2 separate regions of the Sus scrofa genome follow, and region 1 is linked to region 2. Evidence: chromatin contacts called from public Hi-C data. All regions are on one chromosome and are shown on one strand. Each heading gives the region's core, a stretch centred on a gene start, on an enhancer-like site or on the middle of the called end of the contact. The rest is flanking DNA. Distances are from core to core; before and after follow the strand shown. Region 1 holds the start of ZNF446 (zinc finger protein 446). Region 2 holds the start of ZNF584 (zinc finger protein 584).

Evidence for each region. Hi-C and Micro-C count contacts between places; a contact is called where the count stands out from the background.
Region 1: a Hi-C map of liver shows a contact between it and region 2, with 2.8 times the contacts expected there. The contact joins the promoter of ZNF446 here to the promoter of ZNF584 in region 2. A contact is called at or near these places in 1 of 5 promoter capture datasets (liver), 18 of 47 Hi-C or Micro-C datasets (alveolar macrophages, brain, embryonic fibroblasts and 10 more) and 2 of 2 datasets of contacts at active chromatin or transcription factors (alveolar macrophages and skeletal muscle).

The regions. Positions count from the first base shown.
Region 1 is chr6:63,044,629-63,051,650 of Sscrofa11.1, forward strand. ZNF446 (zinc finger protein 446) reads left to right here and starts at 5,713. Exons shown (of 4, transcript XM_021097395.1): 1 at 5,713-6,466. The coding sequence starts at 5,963. It overlaps LOC110261334 (zinc finger protein 324A-like), which reads left to right. Exons shown (of 4, transcript XM_021097374.1): 3 at 535-661; 4 at 1,852-4,645. The coding sequence ends at 3,272.
Region 2 is chr6:62,986,082-62,992,651 of Sscrofa11.1, forward strand. It overlaps ZNF584 (zinc finger protein 584), which reads left to right and starts at 5,133. Exons shown (of 3, transcript XM_021097413.1): 1 at 5,133-6,570.

The sequences.
Region 1 (7,022 bases), core at 4,463-6,962, 59 kb after region 2:
GGAAAAGGAGAGAGGCAGCCAAGTGAGAAGGAAATAGGGGGGCCTGGCGCTGGAGGGAGAAAGGAACTGGCTTCTTGTCTGCCTGCCAGATTCTTGGGGGCAGCCTTGTGGGAGTTGAGGGGATCAGCCAGTCCTTCAGGTTTGAAGAGCAGCTTTGAAATGTCAGGCGGGTTGAGCACAGGAGGGTGGCCCTCCAGGGATGGGCACGTGCTAATGGGGCTGCTACAGTTACTGACGGCAAGAGCAGCGTGGGTGCCTGTGGAAAAAGTCCTCTTGTATAAAGGCCGGAGGCCCAGCGGAAGCCGGGGGCTTGCTCTGGCTGCCGGGTGGGGTGTGGTCTGGAGGGTGGAGTGGGGTGGTGGCTGAGGAGGCCCAGATGGGCAACGGAGGAGGGCCCCGGACAGGTGAGGGGGTTCCATCTGCAGAGGCTTGGTCAAGGAGGCGGAGCGTCTGAGGGACATCAGGGGCGGTCGCCAGCTGGTCATGGGTCACACAGATGTCTCTTAGATCATGTCCACGTTGCAACTCTCGTAGGGTCTGATGGCTTTTGAAGATGTGGCTGTGTACTTCTCCCGAGAGGAGTGGGGGCTTCTGGACACAGCCCAGAGGGCCTTGTACCGCCGTGTGACGCTGGAGAACTTCGCACTCCTGGCCTCGCTGGGTAAGGCTTGGTCCTGCGTAGGAAGCTCGGTTGCCAGCCTGGGCTGCCAGCATTAACCTCTTATGTCGTGGTGGCCTGGGAGCAGCCGCACGCTGCTGACAGAGTGTCCCTGTTCGCTGTGGCGCCCTCTGCTTAGTCCTTCCTGGTGCTGCCAGCCCAGTTCTTTCGCACCCGCGGCTGTTCCCAGGCTAGGGGTCAAATCAGAGTTGCAGCTGCTGGCCTACACCACAGCGCACAGCAATGCAGGATTCCTAACCCGCTGAGGGAGGCCTGGGATCGAACCTGCATCCTCATGGATACTAGACAGGTTTGTTACCGCTGATCCACAATGGGAATCTCCACCAGCACGGTTCTCCTCCCAGGAGCTGTTGTGCCGCTCTGTGAGTCTGCCCCGGGGGCACTCCAGGTTTTCTTGGCTCTTAGGGGGGCCCTCTCTGTCCCGTGAAGCCCTGACTGCTGCCGGCTCCTGGGGCGCCCCTCACTTGCTTGTCTTCTCACAGGACTCTCTGTGTCCCGACCCCGGGTGGTCACCCAGCTTGAGCGTGGTGAGGAGCCCTGGGTTCTCAGTGGGACAGATGTGACGCTGGCCAGGAATGCCCAAAGCAGGCCTAGCCCTGGTGAGTGGCGGCTCAGGGGTGGGAGCATGGAGCCAGCCTGTGGCTAGGTTTCTGTCCCCTTCCCTTCTGGATGCCTCCTCTCTGGCTTCCCGCCCACTCCCTTCTGTCCTCCTGTAACTGTTAGTTTCTTCTGGAGGCTCCGCCCCCAGGGCATCCCCTGGGGGAGACCTGCCCAGAATCCCCGCTCACCCCATCTCTGTGGCCTCAGGCCCTCCTTGCCTCCCCTCACCACCTTGCCTGGGGGCCCAGCCATTGTTCATCCTTTCTGAACACTTGCAATGGCTGGTCTGTTCCAGGCCCTGGGGGCACAACCTGGGCCAGGTGGCCCCTCGTCCTGCCCCTGGGGGGTTGACCGTGCTGAGAGGCCGACAGTAAGCAGAGCCGGTGAGGGAACGCTGCAGCCGCAGGCAGCCAGCAGTGTGAGGAGAAGGAGCAGCCTGGGGAGCACCCAGGACTGCGCACTCCCTGCCAATAGCGTGTGTGGCCCCTGCTGTGCTCCCACTCGGCCCGCCGGGTCACCCCTGCCCACCCACTCCCGGATCAGCCAGGTGTCCTCCGTGTCTGTGCTTTCAGGTTGTTCTCCTCCAGCAGCGGACAGAGATGTTTCTGGAAAAGCAGCCCTGCCTGGGCCCTTGCAGGAGGGCCGTCCCCCGGCAGCTCCCAGGGCCCTCCCCACCACTGGTGCCTGCCAGCGTGGGAAAAGCCTGGAGGGCCGCGGCAGCATCTCCCCGCATCGGGAGAGGAAACCCACGGGGGTGTCTGTGATCTACTGGGAAAGGCTCCGGCTGGGCCCCGGGGGCAGTGAGGCGGGGGTGGGCCTGCGGCTGACCTCTTCCCTGCGGGCCCCACCTGGGGAGAAGGCCCTGGCCGACCGGCCCCCGCTGGGAAGGCAGCCCCGGGCATCCGAGCGGCAGAAGCCTTGGGCCCACGAGGCCCCCGGCAGAGCCTTCCTGAGCGGCCCGGGTGCTCTGGGCGGCCGAGGAATGGGTGTGGCCTGGCGTGAGCCTCCGAGACTGGCTGCCGGGCCGGATCCCCCGGCCTGGGCCGACCTGGGCGAGGCCCTGCCTGCCGGCCCGGGCCTCCTTCCCGGGGAGAAGCCCTTTGAGTGCAGGGCGTGCAGCAAAGTGTTCGTGAAGAGTTCAGACCTCCTGAAGCACCTGCGCACCCACACCGGCGAGCGGCCCTACGAGTGCGCGCAGTGCGGCAAGGCCTTCAGCCAGACTTCGCACCTGACGCAGCACCAGCGCATCCACAGCGGCGAAACGCCCTACAGCTGCCCCGCCTGCGGCCAGGCCTTCCGGCACAGCTCCTCTCTGGTGCGGCACCAGCGCATCCACACGGCCGAGAAGGCCTTCCGCTGCGCCGAGTGCGGCAAGGCCTTCAGCCACCGCTCCAACCTCAGCCAGCACCGCAAGATCCACGCGGGCGGCCGGCCCTACGCCTGCGCGCGCTGCGGCCGCAGCTTCTGCCGCAACTCGCACCTGATCCAGCACGAGCGCACGCACACGGGCGAGAAGCCCTTCGCCTGCGCGCTCTGCGGCGCCGCCTTCAGCCAGGGCTCGTCGCTCTTCAAGCACCGGCGCGTGCACACGGGCGAGAAGCCCTTCGCCTGTGCGCAGTGCGGCCGCGCCTTCAGCCACAGCTCCAACCTCCGGCAGCACCGGCTGCTGCACACGGGCGAGCGGCCCTTCCGCTGCAGCGACTGCGGCAAGGCCTTCGCCAAGGGCGCCGTGCTGCTCAGCCACAGGCGCATCCACACGGGCGAGAAGCCCTTCGTGTGCGCTCAGTGCGGCCGCGCCTTCCGCGAGCGCCCGGCCCTCTTCCACCACCAGAGGCTGCACACCGGCGAGAAGCCGCCGCGGAGGCCCAGCGCAGGCCCGCGCCCCCAGGCCAGGCCTCCTGCAGGGGCCTCGCCGGAGGGCGCGCTGCGGAGGGAAGCCGGGCCCACCGCCTCCTCAGGCCCAGCCGCTGTTGCAAAGACAGCTGAGGCCTGAGGTAGCAGCCCTGGCCGACCTCGCCTGTGGCGATTCCGTCTGTGGCTTCAGGGCCCCTGGCCTCTGCAGATGCACGCTTTGGAGAAGCCCTGCGTGTGTGCACCACTTCTGCCTGCACGTGGTGTCGAGACTGGCCGCTCGTCAGCAGCAGCTTGCGCCTCTCTCCCCAAGAGGTCATCCTGCAGGAAGGTCGGGGCGGCCAGCATGGTGGTGCCGGATCCTGCATGTTTTGACCGTAAGCTTGAATGGGAAGGGCCAGGGTGGGGTGGAGGCAGTCCTGAGAAATTTCTGAGGTTTACACACAAACTTTGGGGTTTGTATGTAACACCCCAACTCCCAGGATATCCCGCCCACCCCCAAGGCCTCCGTTCTTCCAAGGCTTCCTGGGAGCAGGTGCAGTGCACAGAAGTCATGGGGGGAAGGTGCTGGCTCGGCCAGGTGGCTGGGCCCTGAGCCTTAGGGCCCGGGTCTGGGCAAGAGAAGAGTCGGGCCTGCAGAGGGGGTCTGCGCGCCGGGCAGGCCTGACCTGGGTGAGGGCCAGTAGGTGTCAACTGCCAGTCCCAGTGCTGAGTGCGGCAGGGTTTCTCCTGACAGCTCTTGTGAAGGGGCTGAGGAAACTGAGGCACAGAGGGGCTGGGAGCTGCACACATCAGAGCCGCTGGCCCAGCATCCGGGAAGCTCACCACCTTCCCCACATACTTAGCCTGCCAGCTGTGAGGGCCAGGTGAAGCCTGCGTGTCCCCTGCAGTTGGCAGACCCCAAGGAGCTGGAGGCGGAAGGTCCTCGGGTGGGAGGGGAGGACAAAGACTGAGCGTGATGGTTCCCCAGCTGTGCTTGTTCACTCAGATTGTGGTCCAGGTCTCAGCATCGGCTGTGTCCCATTGCTGCCAAAGTCAGCATTACAGGAGACTTTCCGTCCCCCTACACTATTGAGGGGTGAGCTTAACAACAGGTCAGAGGGGACAGGATGGGGCAGCATGGTTCTGTGTGGTCGAGTGGCCATGTGCCTTCCTGTTGTTCCTCCCGCATTGGAAGGAGGACTTGCCATTACCTAAGGCTCTGTGTGGTGCCCTCCCAGGGTGACTCCCCAGAGTGACATTCCCCACGCGGTGGGGACAATGAGTCAGACAGGTGGGGTGGTGCCCAGTTGGTGTCCTGTGGCCTCGACCTTGGGCTTCATCCCCAGGGGACTTAATGGTCTTTTTACTGGGAGGGAAAGACTGGGAGACGTTAATCTCAGAGTCGATAAACATTGTAAACTTTTGCACAGCACTGCGTAGGTCCACAGCCTCCGCCTCCAGGTTATGGTTCAGAAAGTTTTAACAAGACAAGAGTCCAGAGAGGCTCCCTAATAAAGGTTTCTTTTCAAAAACATGCAAATAAGAGTTCCCTGGTAGCACAGTGGGTTAAGGGTCCAGTGTTGTCACTGCTGTGGCTCAAGTTGCTGCCGAGGCGCAGATTTGTGCTCTGGCCTGGGAACTTCCACGTGCCAGAGGCGTGGTTAAAAAAAAAAAAAGTTTAAAAAATGTGAATAGTAGCAGCCTGAAACTGGTTTAATCCTAGCACAGTGCAGGCGTGTCATCACAGCTGGAGGGATTTGGCTGTAACCCTGGTCCCTTTGGGAGGACACAGGGTGGAGAGGCATCCTGTGTGTGGCCCACCCAGGGCCTGCCCCAAGAGCAGCTGTAATAGGAGGTGACCCAGGCCCTGATTGTGAGGCAGAAGCCATATGCAGGACCCAAAAGGTTAACCCCAGCCCAGTGGGTGCTTCAGTCCCTTCATGTCCAGCTCTCACAGCCATTTGCCACCACCTAAGCAGAGACGTGATGTGTATGACTCCCCACCTGCCAGCAGGGTTTGGTCCCCGAAGCTTCACAGGTTTTTGCAAGGAGGGGAGACACGGGGTAAGGAGAGGAGTAATTCAGGAGCAGGCACTGCAAGACTCAAGTGCAGGGCCTCTGAGCCACTATCCGCCCCTTATGGGCCCATCCTCTCTGCTCTCTTGGGTCCCGGCCTCACCCTCCCCCAGGCTGGCCTCCATGAGGGAGCCGTGAACAGGTCACTTCAGCCTCAGGCTGCACCCCTGTGAAATGCAGACAACCCCACAGAGCAGATGGAGGGCTCTTGTGGGAAGGTCACGGGATTCAGGAACAAAGGAGTCTGTGGAACATCAAGTGAGGACACAGAGTTTCATGCAACCTTTTCTGCATCTTGGACAAAAGCTCCTACAGCCTGGTTGCCATCCTCAGCTCTTCCCCACCGGTCAAGCTGGGCCTGATTAATTGCGCTTTTCCTATCTAAAAACCAAGGTTTTTATGTTTATTCCCATTGTGGCACAGCAGAAATGAGTCCGACTAGTATTCATGAGGACACGGTTTCAATCCCTGGCCTTGCTCAGTGGGTTAAGGATCTGGAAAGCTTTGGTGAGCTGTGGTGTAGGTGGAAGACGCAGCTCAGAAACTCCGTTGCTGTGGCTGTGACTAGGCTAGCAGCCATAGCTTTGGTTCCTGGCCTGGGAACTGCTATATGCTGCGGGTGAGGCCCCAAGAACAAACAAACAAAAGTCACCCTGACTGGTTCTGGTCCGGAAAGTATGTAAAACATGTCCCATAATTCTGGACAAAAACCACCCCTCGCTTTGCAGTACTGATCCAGCTGAAGCCACGTGTGAGGCTATGAAGGTGTAAATCATGGACAGTTTCTTCGTCAGTAGATGGGTGTTCTTCCTGCAGTCCCCGCATGTCCACAGGGCGCTCAGCGGTGGTCGAATGAAGGTCCCCAGCGCCATCCTCGCTGTAGAAATTCCCGAGGATGGCGGAGAAACCCCGTGGGTTAGGCCAGCCTTCCCGGCAGGTTCCGGCCCCCTCCTGGGACCATCTGGAGAGGAGGTTCGGAGGAACTACACCCCACAGGCAGCCACTTCCGGCCCCCGCAGAGAGCAGGGCAGCGCTCTGGACGTTGCCTTGGAAGCAGCTGGAGGCCAGCCGCGGTGCTCCAGGGGTTACCAAGGTGACGGCCGGGCGACTGGAAAGAAGCCTCAAGAAGGACGCTTGGGGAGGAGCCTGGGGCGAGCGCCAGCTCTGATTGGCCGACAGGTCACGCTACTTCCCCACCCATCGCCTCGCTTGCCAATAGGCGCCGGGCCTGTCGTGCACATGCGCAGGATCAGACGGTACCATCCCTCTCGGCCGTCGGTGAGTGCTAGTGCGCGGGTACTAAGGGAAAGTAGCTGCTGGGGAGGGTAGGGAGCCCCCCTCAAAACCCTGCCACTCTTCACATTCCTCTCGAAGGGATGGGGCACCTCTCAATCGTGAGATGCCTCCGAAAAGGAGCATCTGCTGGCGGAGGCCGCGCCTGTCCTTGCTGAGGCTCATGGGAAAAGTAGTCCGAGGGGAGGGGGCGGCGCCTTCGGAGCAGATGCATGATTGGCCAAGGCGGCTCTGCCCAAGGGGCGGGCGGGGACGCTGGCTCCCAGTGGCCTCGGGTGGCGGAGGTGGGCGCAGGCCTGGCTGGGTGGGCGTGGCCTCTCACTACCTCCCAATGTGCCCTGGGCCTCCAGCTTCCAAGCCTTTTCCCGGGCCGGTCCACGTCCCTCCTGCGGGAAAACCTCCTCTTTGGAAGGCGAACTCCAGGCGTCAGGTTTGGTCCAGCCTGTGAGCCAGCCCCCCGATCCCGCGCTGGGCGTGTTTCACCCCGGAGTCTCTGCGAGCCTGAGACACAATTATTTGCTGACCGCTTCACACAACTCGT
Region 2 (6,570 bases), core at 3,883-6,382:
GATCGAGCTGTGGTTGCTATGCCAGGCACTCTCTGGGCATCACATGCAGAGTGGCATGTGCAGAGGCCAAGGCATGGCGAAGGGCGTGAAGTGGTGAGCATGTGCTGGGGTGTGGAATTCTGAGCATGCCAGGCACAGAGAACTTTATGTGCCTGACGGGCAGGAGGGCAGACCAAAGGGCCCTGGGAGCAGATACTCGAGCCTAAGGGGCAGTGGTGTGTGAGGGTGAGTTGTGTCTGGGAGGGGCTGGTCCTCGGTGCCTGGACCGGAGGGGGGCACCATCTGGTCATCTGCCTGAGGTTGCTGTGGGCTGGACGCAGAGTCCAAAAATAACGTCTGAGAGAGGCAGCAGTGGCAGTGGGACTCGGCATCCCCCCCAAGGTGGGGATCTGGGGAAGAAGGTGTGTTGGGGGTGCCTGGGGCCTCAGGAGTCTGACATCGGTGGGAGATACGATGGGCCTTTCCAGGTCAAGGGCCTGGATGTGGCCATCTGTCCATGCTTTGGTTGGTTTTTCTGCCCACCCCAAGGATCCGCTGAGCCCATTATGGCAGGTGTGGTGACCTTTAAGGACGTGGCCATGTGCTTCTCCCAAGCGGAGGGGGAGGAATGTAACCAAGTGACGCCTGTACCGTCATGTGATGGTGGGAACTCAGCCCATCGGCTCACTAGTGAGTCCTTGATGCCCTCCCAGCAGCTTGCTGACCACCTCTCTCGTGGGAAGTTCCTTCTATCCCAAACCTGGGCCACAGAGGCTGCTTCAGGACATAGTAGGGTAGAGTTTGGGGGCCAGGTCTTTCACAGTGTGCCCAACTGATCCCACCAGTCTCATCTGGTGCCCAGCTCGATGGCCCTGCTGGTGTCAGGGCTCCTGTGCATTCTGTTTGATGTTGCATTGCTGGCTCTGTGGGTCAGACAGCGCCCATTCATGGTGGGACGCTCAGGCCACATGGTCACCCGGGATCCCATGGTTAGGCATTCAGTCTCTGCCGAAGGCCCTGTAGCAAGCTAAAGGCTGTCTCTCTGAAGCAGAATAGTTATCTGCAGAAGGCAATGTAGAATTGCTCCAAAATCCTGGAGGTCTGTGCTTGGGAGCCCCCTGTCGCTGCCCTCCCCACGGTGTCCTGATTTGGCACAGACGTTTCAAGACTCATGGAATCTGCTGGGTGATAAGGCCCAGGGGGTCAAGCCACCTGCCCTGCAGCCTGAACCTGCTGCAGAGTCTCCTCTCTTTCTGGGGCCCACCCACTTAAAACAGGAAGCCTTTAGATGGTTTGAAGGAGTAGATTCAGATGTGGGGTGGGTTGTCTCCAAAGTCTAAAAAGGCCTGCCGGCCCTTGTGGCTCTTTTCGTGGTGATGGGTAGGGTGAGAGGCAGCATCGGATGGCCTGTCTCCGCCTGCTCAGCCGGCCGCCCGTCTAAGAGCTTCGCTGAGGTCGTAGGCCCTGACCTTTGCAAGGTTTCGCTCTGCACCCTCTTGTTTGCATGGGTCCCGCTAAGGCCTCTAAAGCACTTGCACATTAGATTCCCTCAGCGTGAGCTCATGGCCAGTGCGCTGGTTCCGTGGTGTCAAGATGGGCGAGATCTCTGCAGCCCGTGTCATGGCAGAGGGCAGAATGCGAGGCGTCCTGAGCAACTGCTGGTTCCGTGTAAGCAGGTGAAAGCGAGTGTTTTCTAGTTTTCCTTGTGAACTAAATGGAGGAAAAAGCACCACCTCGTTCGGTAGCTTCAGGCCAAGTGTCAGGGATTCTGATAATTTGTTGCAGTAAAGATACCGTCTCTGGCCAGGATCAGGACCTTTTCTTTTTCCCCGTGGCAGCCCATGGCACCCCATGGCACGTGGAAGTTCCCAGGCTAGGGGTAGCACCCTCGCCACAGCTATAACCAGAGCCACGTCAGTGACAATGGTGAATCCTTAACTTGCTGAGCCACAAGGGAACTCCAAAGAGAAAAAACATTTTAAAAGTCTAGGTCCAGGAGGAGTTCCCACCGTGGCTCAGTGGTCAGCGAATCCAGGTAGGAACCATGAGGTCTCGAGTTCGATCCCTGGCCTTGCTCGGTGGGTTAAGGATCCGGCGTTGCCGTGAGCTGTGGTATAGGTCGCAGACACGGCTTGGATCCTGCATTGCTGTGGCGGTGGTGCAGGGTGCCGGCTACAGCTACAATTAGACCCCTAGCCTGGGAAACTCCATCTACTGTAACTGAGGCCCTAGAAAGGGCAAAAAGACCGAGGGGAAAAAAAAAAGTCTAGGTCCAGGAATTCCCGTTGTGGTGTAGCAGGTTAAGAACTTGACATAGTGTCCATGAGGATACGGGTTCAATCCCTGGCCTCGCTCAGTGGGTTGAGGATCCAGCATTGCCGTGAGCTGTGGTGAAGGTTGCAGATGAGGCTCGGATCCTGCATTGCTGTGGCTGTGAGGTAGGACAGCAGCTGCAGCTCCAATTCGACCCCTAGCCCAGGAGCTTCCATATGCCAGAGGTGTGGCCGAATAAAGAAAAAAAGTCCGGGTCCATTTTCACAGAGCAAGCAAACGGATGCATTGGCAGCTGAGGGACGTTGAAGTGACGAGCAGCACGGCGCCTGTGCAGAGCTGTCCAGCACTGACCTTGTCTACACGTGACATACCCTTCTGTGCCACACCTGCTACTCTGTGCAGCAGACCAGACACACGCCTCTTTGCGAGGCTGCTGTTAGCAGCCAAGGCCCTGCTGAAGCCCTTTGCAGAGGACTGAGTTGGGAACCCGGATTCTCCCTCCCTCTTCTTGTTTTTTTCCCTTTTTAGGCCCAAACCTGCAGCATTTGGAAGCTCCAAGGCTGGGAGGCAAATTGGAGCCGCAGCTGCTGGCCTACACCACAGCCACAGCAACATGGGGTCCGAGCCACATCTGTGACCTACACCACAGCTGAGGACAACACAGGATCCTTAACCCACTAAGCCAGGCCAGGGATCCATCCTGCAACCTCATGGTTCCTAGTCGGATTCGTTTCTGCCGCGCCGCAGTGGGAATCCCCTCCCTCCCCTTCTGCTCCCCATCTTTGTGGTCTCATCTCTGCTGTGGTCTCTCACATGCTGTCATCTGGCTGGGCCCTGGCCTGCATGGGCAGCTCTTCTGTCCAGACCCTTCCTCAGAACCTTCCATCCCTGAAGACCTTCCCGAGTGTTGACGTGCATGGACGACGAGGGTGCCTCCTCCTCGGACCCAGCTCTCCGTGGACAGCATTGCTATGCTTTAGGTGGCCTGTGTGGGGTGCACAGTGCGGAGGACTCTCTTGAGCAGGTCCCTCAGCAGAGCCCTTCGTGTGCAGGGAGGGTGGCGCTGATGTCCAGGCTAGCTCGGGCCTTGTTCAGCAAGGGCCCGTCCCGGACGGGCCCGCGACCGCGGAGCTCCGGGGAGACCTTCCCCCACAGCTCCAGTCTCAGGCAGCACGCAGGGGTCCCCATGGGACAGCACCTGCGGGAACTCTTTCCCAAAGAGCTCTGCCTCTTCAGCTGCCTGAGATCCCATAGGTATCCACCAGGTGGCAGTGCCTTCTGCAAGAAATCAACTCTCATTACTCAGAGAAAACTGCCCCCTGGAGAAACATCCCTCCAGTGTAAGGAGTGCGGGAATGGCTTCCGCCATCACCACATGGACCACGCAGCAGCAAGTACACCGTGGCTCAGGGGTTCACGAATCCCACCAGGAACCATGAGGCGGCAGCTTCGATCCCTGGCCTTGCTCCGTGGGTTGAGGATCCGGCGTTGCTGTGAGCTGGGGTGTAGGTCGCAGAGGCGGCTCGGATCCCGTGTTGCTGTGGCTGTGGTGTAGGCCAGCGGCTACAGCTCCGATTCGACCCTGTAGCCTGGGCACCTCCATAGGCCGTGAGGCCCTCAAAAGACAAAACACACACACAAAAAAGGAAAGAAAGTACACAGTGAAACAAAATGTTTCAAGTGCTTCCAATGCGAGAAAACATTTAGCCACAAATTCACACTTGCTCAGCACCAGAGAATTCATACTGGGGAAAGGCTTTCTGAGGGCAAAGAATGTGGTGCATTCTTTAGCCAAAACTGCAGCCTTACTTGGCACCAGCGAGCTCACACTGGAGTAAGGCCTTACGGATGCTCTGACTGTGGGACGGTCTATAGCAGAAACTCTTATCTCATTTGGCACCAGAAGGTTCATGTGGAAGGAAGGCCATAAGATTGCCACCAGTGTTGGAAAGTCTTTTTTCTTTTTAGGGGTGCCCTGTGGCATATGGAAGTTCTCTGGGTAGGGGTCGAATTGGAGCTGTAGCCGCCCGCCTAGGCCCCAGCCACAGCAATGCCAGATCTGAGCCATGTCTGCGACCTACACCACAGCTCATGCCAGTGCCAGATCCTTAACCCATTGAGCGAGGCCAGGGATTGAATCCACATTCTCATGGATACTAGTCGGGTTCGTAACCCACTGAACTACAACAGGAATTCCCTCTAGGTGACTTTTGAGTTTGGCATTGAGGCAACTTTTCTTTTTTTTTTCTTTTTCTTTTTTTGTCTTTTTGCCATTTCTTGGGCCACTCTCACGGCATATGGAGGTTCCCAGGCTAGGGGTCGAATCGCAGCTGTAGCCGCCCGCCTACGCCACAGTCATAGCAACGCCAGATCCGAGCCGCATCTGTGACCTACACCACAGCTCATGGCAATGCCAGATCCTTAACCCACTGAGCAAGGGCAGGGACCGAACCCGCAACCTCATGGTTCCTAGTCAGATTCGTTCACCACTGCGCCACGACAGGAACTCTGAGGCAACTTTTCGATACAACACAAAAAGCATGATCCATGAAGAAAGATGTACAGTTGGACTTCTCTAAATAGAAATTCTGCTCTGTGAAAGACAACAAGAAACAGTATGAAATGACAAGTCGTAGTCTAGGAGAAATTATCTGCAAAACGCAAGTCTCATAAAGGATTTTTGGAGCTCCTGTCGTGTCACAGTGGTTAACGAATCCAACTAGGAACCATGAGGTTGTGGGTTCAATCCCTGGCCTTGCTCAGTGGGTTAAGGATCCGGCGTTGCTGTGAGCTGTGGTGTAGGTCGCAGAGGCGGCTCGGGTCTGGTGTTGCTGTGGCTCTGGCACTGGCCGGCAGCTACAGCTCTGATTAGACCCTTAGCCTGGGAACCTCCATATTGCCGGGGGTGCGGCCCTAGAAAGACAAAAACAAACCCACAACTCTCCAGAAACAGCTCCAAGAAGGTACATAAAATGTACTTAGGAACCACACTGTTTTAAGGGGAAAGTGTCTAACAATAAATAGGGCACTATTGCAGATAATTAGGGTATTGCTGTGAAAAAAAGGCTGGCATTGAACACGGATTACATTTATCATCAGCAGATAGACACCTGATAAACAGAATGTATGCTTGTTAAATAGTGCACAGGTGCCAACTCAGGCTTGTGTCTTGGTGACTTGGAGGTTTCTGCTCTCTTCCCCACCCTGTCCCATCCTTGGCTTGTGGAAGGTCCCAGTACAACCTAGGTTCCCAGCGATCATAGCTGCTGCAGTGAAAATGCCTGACCTTTAACCTGGGAACTCCACCCCCCGCCCTTTTTTTTTTGCTCTTTAGGGTCGCACCCGTGGCATCAAAGTTCCCAGGCTAGGGGTCAAATTGGAGCTACAGCATACACCACAGCAACAGCGGCCACTGCAACCTGAGATCCTAGCAGAGTCTGCAGCCTACACTACAGCTCATGGCAAGGCCAGATCCCCAACCCATTGAGCAAGGCCAAAGATGGATCCTGCATCCTTATGGATACTAGTTGGCTTCGTAACCTGCTGAACCAGAACAGGAACTCCCATATTTCTTACTTTAAAAGTACATGTACTTACAATTGTACTGTTCAGCCAATAACAAATATACTTGCCAGTAACAGCACAATGGAGGTGGGTGGGATAAAGCTGTATTGGGCTAAGGAGATGACCCCAAAAAGTAACTCGAATCTAATAAATGCCATACATAATATTAATAAATGGCATAAATAATAAATATTTTTCCAACCTCATCGAATTTTGCACTTGAAATCAGTGAATGTCATTGCACCTTTCTACCTTTGGGGCCACGGCAGCTAAGGGAGACCAGACACTCGCCACGGTCCCCGCGCCTACAGGACGTGGCGGGACTCCCCAACTCCCAAGCCCTGCCCGCGCCGCTTTCCGCGAGCTCGGGGAGCCTCCCGGAGGCCACCCCTCACGTAGACGCTCTATTCCTCCGCCTGGTGTGAGGGCAGGGAGCCGTCGAAATTCGACACCGGAAGTTCCCGCCAAGCTGATGCGGGGCCCCTCCCCTGGGCTATCATTGGCTATGTCCGTTCCTCTGCGCTCATGGGAAGTGTAGTCTTTGAGCGCCCGCACGGGGTCAGAGGTGACGAGAGCTCTGCGTTGCGGGAGTCTAAGGGGCACCGCGGGTGGGACTTCCGGCGTTGCCCTGCGGTTCCGGTTTGGCCCCCGCTGGCTGTCGGTGCGAGCGTTTTGAGGGCAGCGTTGGCACCAGAGACCAACCCGGCGGAGGGAAGCGCAGCGACCCTCTCAGCACCTTTGCTCGCTCCCTGA